Regions from separate parts of the Mus musculus genome. Here region 1 is linked to region 2. A link is a contact called in public Hi-C data. All regions are on one chromosome and are shown on one strand. The core of a region is the stretch at or near the end of the contact, and the rest is flanking DNA. Distances in the headings are between cores, read along the strand shown. Region 1 holds the start of Wnt16 (wingless-type MMTV integration site family, member 16). Region 2 holds the start of Cped1 (cadherin-like and PC-esterase domain containing 1).

Evidence for each region. A called contact is a pair of places that touch in the nucleus more often than the background predicts.
Region 1: a contact with region 2 is called in a Hi-C map of uterus. The contact joins the promoter of Wnt16 here to the promoter of Cped1 in region 2. A contact is called at or near these places in 7 of 484 Hi-C or Micro-C datasets (adipose-derived mesenchymal stem cells, cardiomyocytes, embryonic stem cells and 2 more) and 1 of 115 datasets of contacts at active chromatin or transcription factors (pancreatic cancer cells).

Annotation. Positions count from the first base shown.
Region 1 is chr6:22,285,956-22,291,670 of GRCm38.p6, forward strand. It overlaps Wnt16 (wingless-type MMTV integration site family, member 16), which reads left to right and starts at 2,272. Exons shown (of 4, transcript NM_053116.4): 1 at 2,272-2,646; 2 at 2,826-3,073; 3 at 4,963-5,249. The coding sequence starts at 2,552.
Region 2 is chr6:21,981,721-21,987,793 of GRCm38.p6, forward strand. Cped1 (cadherin-like and PC-esterase domain containing 1) reads left to right here and starts at 4,190. Exons shown (of 22, transcript NM_001081351.1): 1 at 4,190-5,339. The coding sequence starts at 5,091.

The DNA.
Region 1 (5,715 bases), core at 1,022-3,521, 300 kb after region 2:
TTTTTTAAAAAAAAAATGAAAAGAAGAAAGAGACAGAGTAAAAGGAAATCTGCGGGCATATAACAGGCTCTCACTTGTGAAAGTTCACAGAGCCTGGCACTCACCTGTCTGCTCACTGAATGTCAAGTGTACCCCTCCAGCTGGGTGAACTAATGGACACGTCTACTTTGTTATAAAAGCCCTAGACCACATGAAAGAGACACTATAGGACTGTCTTGGACCTGAAAATGTTGTGCTGGTGGGCTGATTCCCTAAATGGCATGTTCTGATGTCTCTCCCAAGGCTTTAGCAGAATGCCTGTGCAGCACTGGATCCCTAGAGGAAACATGAAGGCAGGATTCAGCAGGCTCGTCCATTTGGCCCACAACTCTGGATTATCCTCGCTGTGTGTTCACGGCACACTTTACTTCCCACACTGACTGTATCAGAATGTAATTGTGAGTTTACTTGTCTGTTTTGTCAAGTAAATTATGATCTCTACAGCTGTGTGGTTCAGTGCCAGTCTCACATTTTAACCCAAAGCAGTCTCAATATATATTTCTGAATTAAAAAAAAAAATCAAACACAGTTGGCCTTTAAAAATCAGCTTAAGCAATTGATGTTCTCCACACCCTCTACCCAAACCCAAGATTGCACCCTCTCCAGTTTCCCTTACAAGGAAGAAATGTCTCTATTTTCAGCCTTTAGGCCACTTAGGCATCTGTTCGGGATGTTCCTCATCATGTTAATCCACTCTGTGAGCTGCGCTTCAAAAGACTATCTGCTTCTCCGGGACCAATGGCCGTGGAACAGCTATGGGTGTACTCTGGTCCCTTCTTGGAGAGGCTTAGAGGATAAAGTGGGCTTGGATAAAGGCTCCGACTTTCAGAGAGGCCACTAGCTATTAGCCAAAATATTTCTGGATCAGTAACCATACCCTATCATCAACTTGACTTTCTAAAAATTACAGTGTGGTTTTAGGACCTGGTACGTAGTGTGCGCGCAGTGCTTGCTGGATAAAGGAGTGAATGGGACAGGATGGGTGTGTGAGTGAGCTTTGATTGACCTTAAGTGAGGCTGAGTATTAAAAGCAAGCAAAAGCTGTCCAAGCCTTTCAGCGCTGAGGCTAAGTGTGGTCACCCACCGAGATGATAGCACCTGGAGAGTTTACTAACATTCCAGATGTCCTCTTGGGAGCAGGTGAAAACCCTGTGCCTGTAAGTAGAGGAGGCGGGGCTCTCTGATACCACAACAAAGCATATTCCTGGCACCTTCAAAGGGTTCTTGAAGACAAAACTCTGACTGCTTCTCAGAACCCTTCCTGCTTCTAAAGTACATTTGGTGAAAGCCTAAGCTGCCAATTCCATTTACCTATAATCTCTGTTACTGATGATCAGAATTCATCTGGCCTTAGATTTGTCTGCCTGGCTGGGTTTTACACTGGTGGAAAGGGGTCTTATTTCCACAAACTTCCATAGGTCTGGGCATGCAGTTGGTGTGGGTGCAGGATTTCTGTTGTCGTTGTTTCCACTCGGTAGCCCTGTGGAAGGTATCCTTGGGTGGGGGGTGGGGTCAGTGTGGGTCAGAAGAGGGTAGGGACAGCGTTCATCTATTTGGAATGCTCTAGTCAGCTCTCACCCATTTGTCTGCCTGCCATTTTCCCCCTTAGAAAAGCCTGTGCTCCCAAAAGCTACAGAAATAAGACAAATGAGAAAAGCCATCACAGAACCTAAGTAAAATACGGGGAAATTTGATGGAAAGCTGGAAATAAATGTGTATACAATGACACGAAAAGAACCCTTCTCGCCTATCCTCTCCGCTTCCAAGGGTGGAAAGATCAGCTTTTTGTGGTATCAATTCTGACCTTATAAAGATAATTCACCAGTGAGAAATACAAGAAAGAAGAGCAGAGTGCTCCGCCCCCCTCCCTTCGGGCCCCCCCACACCTTTACCCTTTTTACTCAAAGGGTAAATCTAGATGTGGCTAGATTTTCTCTCAAGGATGCTAAGAAGTGCTCATCGTTTCTTTGCTCTCCGCTTGACTCAGTCTCGCAGTGACCTCCTCTAAGGACATTGTGAGAGGAGGAAAGGTCGTGACACTCCCAGGTCTAGTTAGACAGTCACGGAGGCTCAGCCCAGGAGCGCCCCCCGCAGAGCCCACTGTTAGCCAATGAGACACTGAAGTTTCCAGATGGTGAGGTACAGGGTTGCTGCTGAGCCAATCAGACTCCAGGCGCGGTCAGGGGGGGAGGAGATGCGAGGAGAAGCCTGGGGCGATGGAGACACAGAGACATCAGCAGAAGTTTCTCACCTTGGAAAGTGAGGGAAGCTCCCGCATCTCCAGCTCATCCTCACCTCTGCGCCAGAGGACCTTAGGCTACTTTCTCCGCCTTATCTTGCCTAGGGGACTGCTGATAGTCTCTGTCCTTGCTGCCCTGTTTAATGTTACCTTCCAGGGGAAAGAGAGCAAGGAACAACTGGGTGCTAAGAAACTGACCCCAGGCCCTGCGGGCCTCTGGAGAGAGGAGACAGAGGAGGAGTGGCTGGGGCTGGGGGTCTCCATGCGTGGGCCATGGACAGAGCGGCGCTCCTGGCCCTGCCCAGCTTGTGTGCGCTGTGGGCAGCCGTGCTGTCGCTGCTCCCCTGCGGAACCCAGGGCAACTGGATGTGAGTATGGGCTCTGTGGAGGCATATAGGGTGGCTGGTCAAAGGAATGACCCAACTAGTGGGCTTTCAACTTGAGGCTGGGAGAGAAGGGGTGGAGACCCTAGGAACGCTGACCTAATGCTTTTGGGGTGGGGGAGGGAAAGGGGAGAGGCTTACCTCAGGGGTGCCGCGTCTTACAGGTGGTTGGGCATCGCCTCTTTCGGGGTACCGGAGAAGCTGGGCTGCGCCGACTTGCCGCTGAACAGCCGCCAGAAGGAGCTGTGCAAGAGGAAACCGTACCTGCTGCCTAGCATCCGCGAGGGCGCCAGGCTGGGCATTCAGGAGTGCAGAAGCCAGTTCCGACACGAGAGGTGGAACTGTATGGTCGCCACTACCACTTCCACCCAGCTCGCCACAGCCCCCCTCTTTGGCTATGAGCTGAGTAGCGGTGAGTCACCAGGACCCTCGGGGATGGTAGGACATACAAGGCGACAGCTTTTCTGCGCGTTCCTTCGATAGAGTGTATAGCGCCTGCACAATTCGGTGCTGGCAAGGTCTTCAATATGGAACATTTGGTGCGAGGTGGGGGTGGGGGAAAACTGGGGCAACAAGGGCCAGCCCCCAGTGTGCAGGTGCGGCCCTGGGGAGGGACGTCCGAGATCTACAGAAGGACTCTTAGAAGGGCTGAAATTCTCCTTGCTTCCCCTGGCCCCTGCCAAAGTTTCAGAAAAACTGAGTTCCTATCCCGTCGACCCCAAGGACCCCATGGCGCCCCGCTCCGTGGGTGACCAGCTGGACAAACATGAGGTCTACAGCCGAGAATGATGCAGCCGCATCTGCTTTGATTTAAGCAGCTCTGTGGCGCCCAGAGCTGCGGACAAGTGGCAATTGAAGCACAGCCGCACGTTTTACTGACTCCTGGGAACACCAGGTTTAGTGCACGATGGTGATTTTTTTTTTAAGGGACTGTCACCTGAGCGCGACTTCTGTGTCCCCCACTTTTCTGTTTCTTCCATCTCTCCTTGACCGGGCGGGAGCTCTCTCTGCGGTACGGGGAAAGTGCGGTGGAAAAAGAAAAAGTTCTTCCTACAGACGTGGTGACTTAGCGGGGCTAGTGGTGCTAGGATGCTTCCTGAGATATTAGCAAAGTAGGAGTTTTAGGCCTGAGGCACTGAAAGATGCGCTGTCGTTTTTTTAAAGTTCATTTCCGTTCGTACTGCACTTTGACCCTTCTCCAGTCAGTTTCTGCACGCGCCTCCACAGAGCTGTGCGTCCCAGCTCTGAGTTTTGTCTGGCAAGTGATGCTGAAGGATCCCTGGCCTGGGGGTGGGGGTGGGGTAAGGGCTAAGAACCAGGAGGAGAAAGAAAAAGTAAGAAAGAGAGAGAATGTGTCCTAAACAGTTGCTGAGATGCAGAAGCATTCGTTACCGAAAAGGTTTATTGGACAACCGGCGTGAAGCAGTTTCTATTCCAATCTAAACATCTGGAAAGAAAAAAGTTGCCTGCTGAGTCCTTCCGAGTCTGTTTTATGAATGTCTTAATGGAAATTTGATTTCAAAGATTTTAACTCCAACTTTACTGATGGAGTACAAAGTGCAACTGTTTCAAAATAGTATACTTTTCCACAACAATGCATTTTTACAAGTTTTCAATGATCTTGTTCTCATTAGTTATATGACCATAAAGCCAGCTGCACTGCACTGTGTAAAATGTTTACAACTCAATACCAGTGATTGTTATTCATCATATTCTCCCCCTTTAAAACCTTATCTTTGATGTGAAAGAAAACGAATATGTATCTACCAGTTGTCTTGATTTTTGCTAATTTTAGTTTGCATAGTATCTATTTAAAGAAAGGTCACACCAAAATTTTCTGATTGTATTTTGTGAAAGCAGCATACTCAAAAAAAAAAAAAAAAGATACGGAATCTGTTTCCTTTTTAATTGCCCATTTACATTGTCCATATAAAGGATTTACATTCAACATGTACTAATAAGCTACTTCTGGCTATGAACCACTAAGGCAGGTACTCGTGAAGGTTACACATTTTTTAAAAACATGAATTGTAATATATGAGGAGAGTGGGTGACAATATGACATGTGTCATCCCTATGTGGAATACAGAACAATAATGCTGCTTTTTAAAAAGAAAAAAAGAAAAAAGAAAAAAGTCTAGGATAGTAGATTTCCTTTCCAAATATTCACACATTATAGCATTCTCTGTAAACGCTTGAAAAAATCGATTGCCTCCTAAGACAACAAGTGAGAGGTTTAGGTTAGGGCTGAATATCGACAGAAAGTGCCGGCTCTGTCATTTATCAATGTTTTCTTCCTAGGCACCAAGGAGACAGCATTCATTTATGCCATCATGGCAGCGGGCCTGGTGCACTCTGTCACCAGGTCATGCAGTGCAGGCAACATGACCGAATGTTCCTGTGACACCACCTTGCAGAATGGTGGCTCACCAAGTGAAGGCTGGCACTGGGGAGGATGCTCGGATGATGTCCAGTACGGCATGTGGTTCAGCAGAAAGTTTCTAGATCTTCCCATCAGAAACACCACAGGAAAAGAAAGCAGAGTCCTGCTAGCCATGAATCTACACAACAACGAAGCGGGGCGGCAGGTATGTATTGGGAAATTGAATAAAACGTTAGTGTCACTGGGTAAATAATACTGAGATTAATGCTTCCGGGTGAATCAATGCCAATGATTTAAGAGTCAAACGCTGACAGTTTATAAGAAATAAAATAGGCAGCTGTTCCTTCCTGAGTGTGCATGGACTATGTTGGTTTCATTTAGACAAACACCACTAATACGAGTTGAATTCCGCAGCAGCGTGTATTAATGTTGGTGCACTTTGTATATCAAAACATTATTAAATAAAAGATATACACGCTCCTGTTGTTTTATTGGTTGTGAGATAGACTGATTTCTGGCATTTCCAGAATGAGATTTGTATCTATCATTTATTGGGCCGAATCATGTGTTATCCCCTCATATGAATTTTGATTATTGTTTTAAATCTACTGTTTAGTAGACAACAATTCTTAAATGTGTTAATATGTTGTCAGGTTTATATTTTTCTCCAA
Region 2 (6,073 bases), core at 2,940-5,439:
AAAATTCAAGACAGAGCACAGCATAAGAAATGATAAGAGCTGAGAAGGCAGTCTGATTTTTATCGGACCACTTACTGCTAACAGCATTCCCAAGATTTGACGTGGGACACCACCGTGAGTAGTTGCAACCAGATTTTACACTATCACAATCAAGGACCTTCTTGTAGAGAAAAGCTATTCCCTGACATAAGCCAGCAGGGCTCGGAAGACTGCATCAGAGAGGTTGTTCCTATTGAAAGGTGTTACAGAAACAAAACTTTTGGATCACCAGGTGACCTTTGAGGCCATCTATTGATCGTGGTGCCCCTGGTTTATGATGAAGTTGAAATTCAGAGAATCCCTGGTCCAGCACTGAAATCTTTTTACACATATTTTTATCTGCACATGGTTTTAAAAATCAATACCTTAAAATGCAGTTTTCATAAGCTGGGCAATTGGAAAACTGAAATAAGAGGTCCATAGCGAGCTCTTGGTCTCCATGGGCCACATAGTGAGGCCTTGTCCCCAAAACCAACCAAACAGAAAACAAAAAACAAACAAAACCCAAGGATTGTGGGTAGGTGTGTGGTAGAATGCTTACCTACTATGTCCAAGGCTCTGAGTTTGATTCCCAAACAATAAGCCTTCATTGAATATTTGAGTCAAACTCAAGTACCTCAAGTGCATACCAAAACCAAAAGTAGCTATATGTGTCATAAAAAGATCATATTTTATATGTTGGAAAGAACACTGAAGGTTTTTGTTTTGTGGAAGATTGTTCTATGTTGTACAACATTGATATTAGAGTACATGTTTGCCACTCTCTCCTCACAATGCTGCTAAATGCCTACTTTTAAAGAAGTGTGTGTGTGTGTGTGTGTGTGTGTGTGTGTGTGTGTGTGTAAAGGTTACTTTATGAACTAGATCACAAAAGCATCTGGTTTGAAACAATGCCAAAACCCCAGGTTCACAATTGTACTACAGATATGCCCTCCCACTCCCACCACTGAGCCAATATGGTCTCTGTCTTTATTGTTTCCTGTATAGACTCCAATCTAACTCTGCCTAGCCTCCCACTCAAATATAACTCATATAGAAAGAAGACAAAGAACTCAATGGCAAAAAACAAAACAATTCCATTGGGAAAAAAATGGTTGCATTTAGACATTTGTCAAAAGAAGAGGTCAAATCACTTGTTAGCATCTAGAAGAGTGATCAGCTTCTCTAATGCCAGGAAGACACAAATCAAAACCATAGCAAGATGCCACCTCACCCCATTTAGGATGGTCATGGTACAAGGCCAAAATGGCAAGAACGGTAAGAATGTGGAGTGTTGGTGACCATGTAAGTTACTACAGCTAGTGGGGAAAAGGGCTGCAGATGTGTCAAAACTTTGAAAATAGAACTACTATCAGTCACTCAGTGCCATTGCTGGGCACAGAATCAAGGATACAAGACAATGTGTTTAAAGGACATCCGCACTCTTGTTCACAGCATTAGTTAAAACAGCCAAGGATAGAAATGACTACTGTGTTCTTCAGCTGGTGAGTGAAGACAATGAGCTATGCTTACATCATTTTATTCCAATAAAAGAAGAGAATGAGATCCTGTTATTTCCAACAATGTGGGTAGAATTGGAGATCATTATGCTAGGTGGGAAAGGACGAGTATAAAAAGTAAAGCCCATATGATCCCATTTGTGAGGAACCTAAAGGCAAAATTCTTAATGTTTTTACCCCAAAGAAATGATAAGCATTGAGTCATTATATATGTTTAGGCTGACTTGTAAATAACATGCTACATGCATGTATAGAAACATTGCAGGGTGCTGCGTTAATATGTCCAATATCTCTATCTTTATCTAGCCATCAAAACTGTGACTTTGAGAACACAATATTTGATCGTCAGGCATGACTAAAGCCATCCTCTCAAACCGTCTGTTCCCCTTCATCACAAAGAATAATGGAAAGAGAACAATTAGGGACAGAGTTTGTATCTGCTTCTTTTGTGTTCCCCGTGGCTCACCATTTCCATGATCTGCTCACGAGTCCGACACCTCACCACATTCTAAGCTCTGCTCGGACTGAGCCTGAGGATCTAGCACCTAACAGATGTGCATCCGCTCTCATCCACCTGCCAGCTGTTCAGGATGCTTAGGTGCCTTCCATGGACCATCTCACCTGGGCCATCAGTACTCGGAGGGGGGACTCTGATCTCACAAATGATGGACTTAGATTTCATATTCCAAAGCATTTATTTCAGGACAGCTTGTAAGAGGTGGTGAGTGTGATGATCTATGTCCGTAGTGGATTGACTCTAACATCTGATGTGGTCCCAGGAGTCTCAGTCCACCGGGAGCTGTGCTTCCTTTGCCACGTTCTTCTTCTAATTAACCCCTTCTTTTTCTAATACTATAACTATTTCTAATATTATTACTACTGTCTTCTGCTCCCTTGGACTCTGTAGTCAAGATAGGGAATTGAGTTCTTCAACTTATCAGAATCCTTTCTAGTTTCCTCTTAGCCAAAAGAAAGCTACAATGTTGTGTAAACTTTTTCTCTTCTGTTGCGTTTCCCTTCTCCCAACCTAAAGGCAATTCTAGTTAGCATCCAATTTACTCTTCTGTAATCTGACTCAGTGACTTAATAATTCCTCCCTCCAAAAAAAGGATTCTTCCTTCCTCAAAACTTGATTTTTTTTTCATAATTCTAGGGTTAATAATTAACAACTACCTATACTGCTCATAACACCCAGTAAACAGCTTTACCATACTCTGGGTCTTATTAACATAGAAACCATTCCAGTTTAGAGGTCTAGTAATTCCTATTGGCCTTCAAAATATATTACATCCACACAAAACCTGTGGCATGCAGCAGTGATGCTCTTTCAATGTCTATATGTGAAAACCAGGTTAATTTTCTCCCATTCCCTTATTTGTCATGGTATTGAAGACTGAATTTATATATTAAATAGTAGTAAAACATTTTATAGACTATATGTAAATAGACTGAGGTAAGTTATTGTTTATTCTATATTGACCTAATTAATTTGTTTTTAAGGTGCAAACTTTCCTTTTCTCTTCTCTTCTTCTTTTTTTGTTTTTTTATTCTGTTCTTTTCTTTTTTATTTTTTCTTTTGTTTTTTTTTCTTTTCTTTTTTGTCCCTCTTCTCTTCTTCCTCCTTTTCCTTCTCTGTCTCTCTGTCTGTGTCTCTGTCTCTGTCTCTCTCTGTGTCTGTCTCTCTCTGTGTCTGTCTCTGTCTCTCTCTGTGTCTGTGTCTCTCCCTCTCCCTCCCCCTCCTCTCTCTCTGCTCATCTATCCCAAGCTGACTCAAGTTTCTTACTAGCAAGAGATGTCCATTTTCTGAATCTTTTGTAGCTGTGAACCTCTAGGGGGCGCTCTTTCTCACAAAATATTAGAGTGTAATCTCTGAGTCTGGAATGGGTTTACTCTAGGGGTGTGGCCTCAAGGGAGAACATCTGCCTATAAGAAGTTTGGTTAGACCTAAAGTATAGAAACCATCTAGGTATTTGAAGAATGTCCCCGTGAGCTTAAACTAGTCGTTCCTAGAGCTGCCAAAGCAAGAACCTGGAGGTTCTCTTCGGTGGTCCCTCATCCTGCTGAGCCAAAAGTGATGCCCGTGAGAGGGTTGGTATGGAATTAAAAAGCCTGCTGGGTACTCCTTTCTCCTGGGCAAAAGTTAGAACTTCAATACCTACTACAGTCAGTTCATTTGAAGAGCTAGGCATCAGACTATTTGCCTCGGAGAACCACAGAGCGGTAATAACGGCGGAAGGACTCTGTTGGAATGGAGAGGGGACTTTTAGTTACACGGAATGTTTCCTCTTCAGTGGTCCAGACTGTCCGGATGACTCTCTTGTCCTCTTAGGCGAGACCACAATTCCCTGGAGTGATAAGCCTCCCGGTTAGCTCAGAGTCGGCCTTCATCTCTTCCTCGACCTTTAGCATCTATTGACTAGAAGCCATTTGTTATTCTGTATTAGGAAAACGCAGTGACACAGAGGATCAGAGATCAAGTATATTTCTAATTCTGCGGGTCTGGATAGGTAGCCACGTTCCAAGTTGGGATATGGGTGCCAACTGCTGTTCCCATGCACATTAGTAGCCTACCCTTTGCTGGGGCAGAAACTTATAACGCGGCTCGGACAGCCCCCAAGGCCAGAAAAAGCCTTAGTTTAGCTCCGCCCCGCTCGGCCTGGGTGGCAGCGATGGCCCAGGTCCTCCGGCTCTCGGCCCTGTGTGCAGCTGGCACGCGCGTGTCTCCGCGAGTCTGCGCGTGTCTGTCCGTGCGTGAGAGTGAGATGAAGCGGAGTCCTACGCCTGGGTGTTTCCTTCCAAGTGATTTTGATCAGCAATCCATTAGGGGATCATGAAAAAAAAAAAATCTGGCTAAAAGGATGAAAACTGAGTAAGTACACAGAACTTTGAACTTGAAACGGAATGAGACCAAACGCAAGCAAAGCCCTGACAGTAACCACATACAGCCAAACTGCTATCCCCCTTTTTTATGTTAAAAGCCGTGAATGCTAGCAGCAAAGTGGCAATTTAAAACTGAACGAAAGGAAGCAGCAGTTCTACAACATAAAAGGCTGGGAGCGGGATGGCTTTAAAACCGGAGGGAAAATGAGAAACTGCTAGGACAACCTGGCCGGCGCCCAGCTGTGCAACAGGCACTTCGCGTTAAATCGACTGCGTCTTCGGCTGGTTTCTGCCTCCAGACCCGCTTTACGGTGCTTTCTTTTTGCCCCAAAAGAGGAGACAAGCTGAACTCCTGACTTTAAGAATGTTGTGGAAGTAAGGCATTACCGGAAGGAACTCTTGGTAGCTGGGGATGCATTCGGATGATTTCTTATAACTATCTTTATTTTGACATCTTAAAAAAAAATCTGGCCAGTCACTTCTTACTGTCCTTCATTTAAGGGCTATTAACCACCTCTGACCGCTGGGTCCTATGAATCTTTGGCATGAACCTTCGGAAAGTTTTCAAGCGGAGATGGGGCGAACTTGATTGGAATTGTGTAAAAAGAAGACAGATGTGTGTTTTTTTCACACTGACAACGTGGCCAGGGGCCAAGTGATCCTGGACTGGTCATGGTCTGTCGACCCGGGTTCCTTTGTCGCCGGCGATTTTGCCCCCGACCTTTCCTGGTGGGTTTGGTGGTGGCGATCTGTCTCTTTTACCAGACCCTGACACTCCGAGGGACTAAGAAGATTGCAGCGGACGTCTCTGGCACTGTCCCACACACACCCTCTCAAACTCAGGCTAGCAGATGTGAAGAAGGATACCGGCAGGACAAACAATGCTTCCTTCTCTCTGCGAGTACCCAGGAAACCAGGAAGGTAAGTCTGAGTTGAGTTTATCCTGGGCGTCTGTGGTCGGCCTCTCTCTCCTTTCTGCAAAACTAAAATTAACTTCCATGTGGTCCGAATGGGAGCCAGAGTGAAAACAGTGCGGAGTGACCCGGTGACTGGGAGAGGTATTACATAAGCTGCCAAACTTCCTAAACCTACTTAAAGAGTTCTGCCCTTTATCCTTTAGAGGCTACCTTCATTGCAGTGAGGGAAAATCGCTTTTAAGATGTTAGAAGTCTACGAGAGCTGAGGATTTACACATCAGAAACAAAAGTCAGTTTTAAAATCTGAAAGAAAGAAAGAAAGAAAGAAAGAAAGAAAGAAAGAAAGAAAAAAGTCCGTATCTCTTTCTTAAATCCAAGAGAATGAATGATAAGACTCCCAAATTCAAGGATTCCTCCAGAGTTCCATGTCAAGACCTGCTAAGTTGATTCTGAGTTGGTGACTATGTTTCCAAACTAATTATTTCGGAAGAATTTAAAAGAATATAGTATCATATGCTTCTTAAAAATACTTGACATGGGGTTTAATTGTTCATAGAATTAGGAGAACACTGGTCCAGTATTGGGTCCATACCTAGACTCTAAGCACTCAGGAGGCGGAGGCAGTAAAATTATGTCACGCTTCAGTCCAGCCTGCTTCACATGAAGAGTTCTGGGCCTGCCTGTGTCAAGTAGTGAGGCTTTTTCTTTTTAAAGTGTGCATTTATGCTTGGTGTGGTG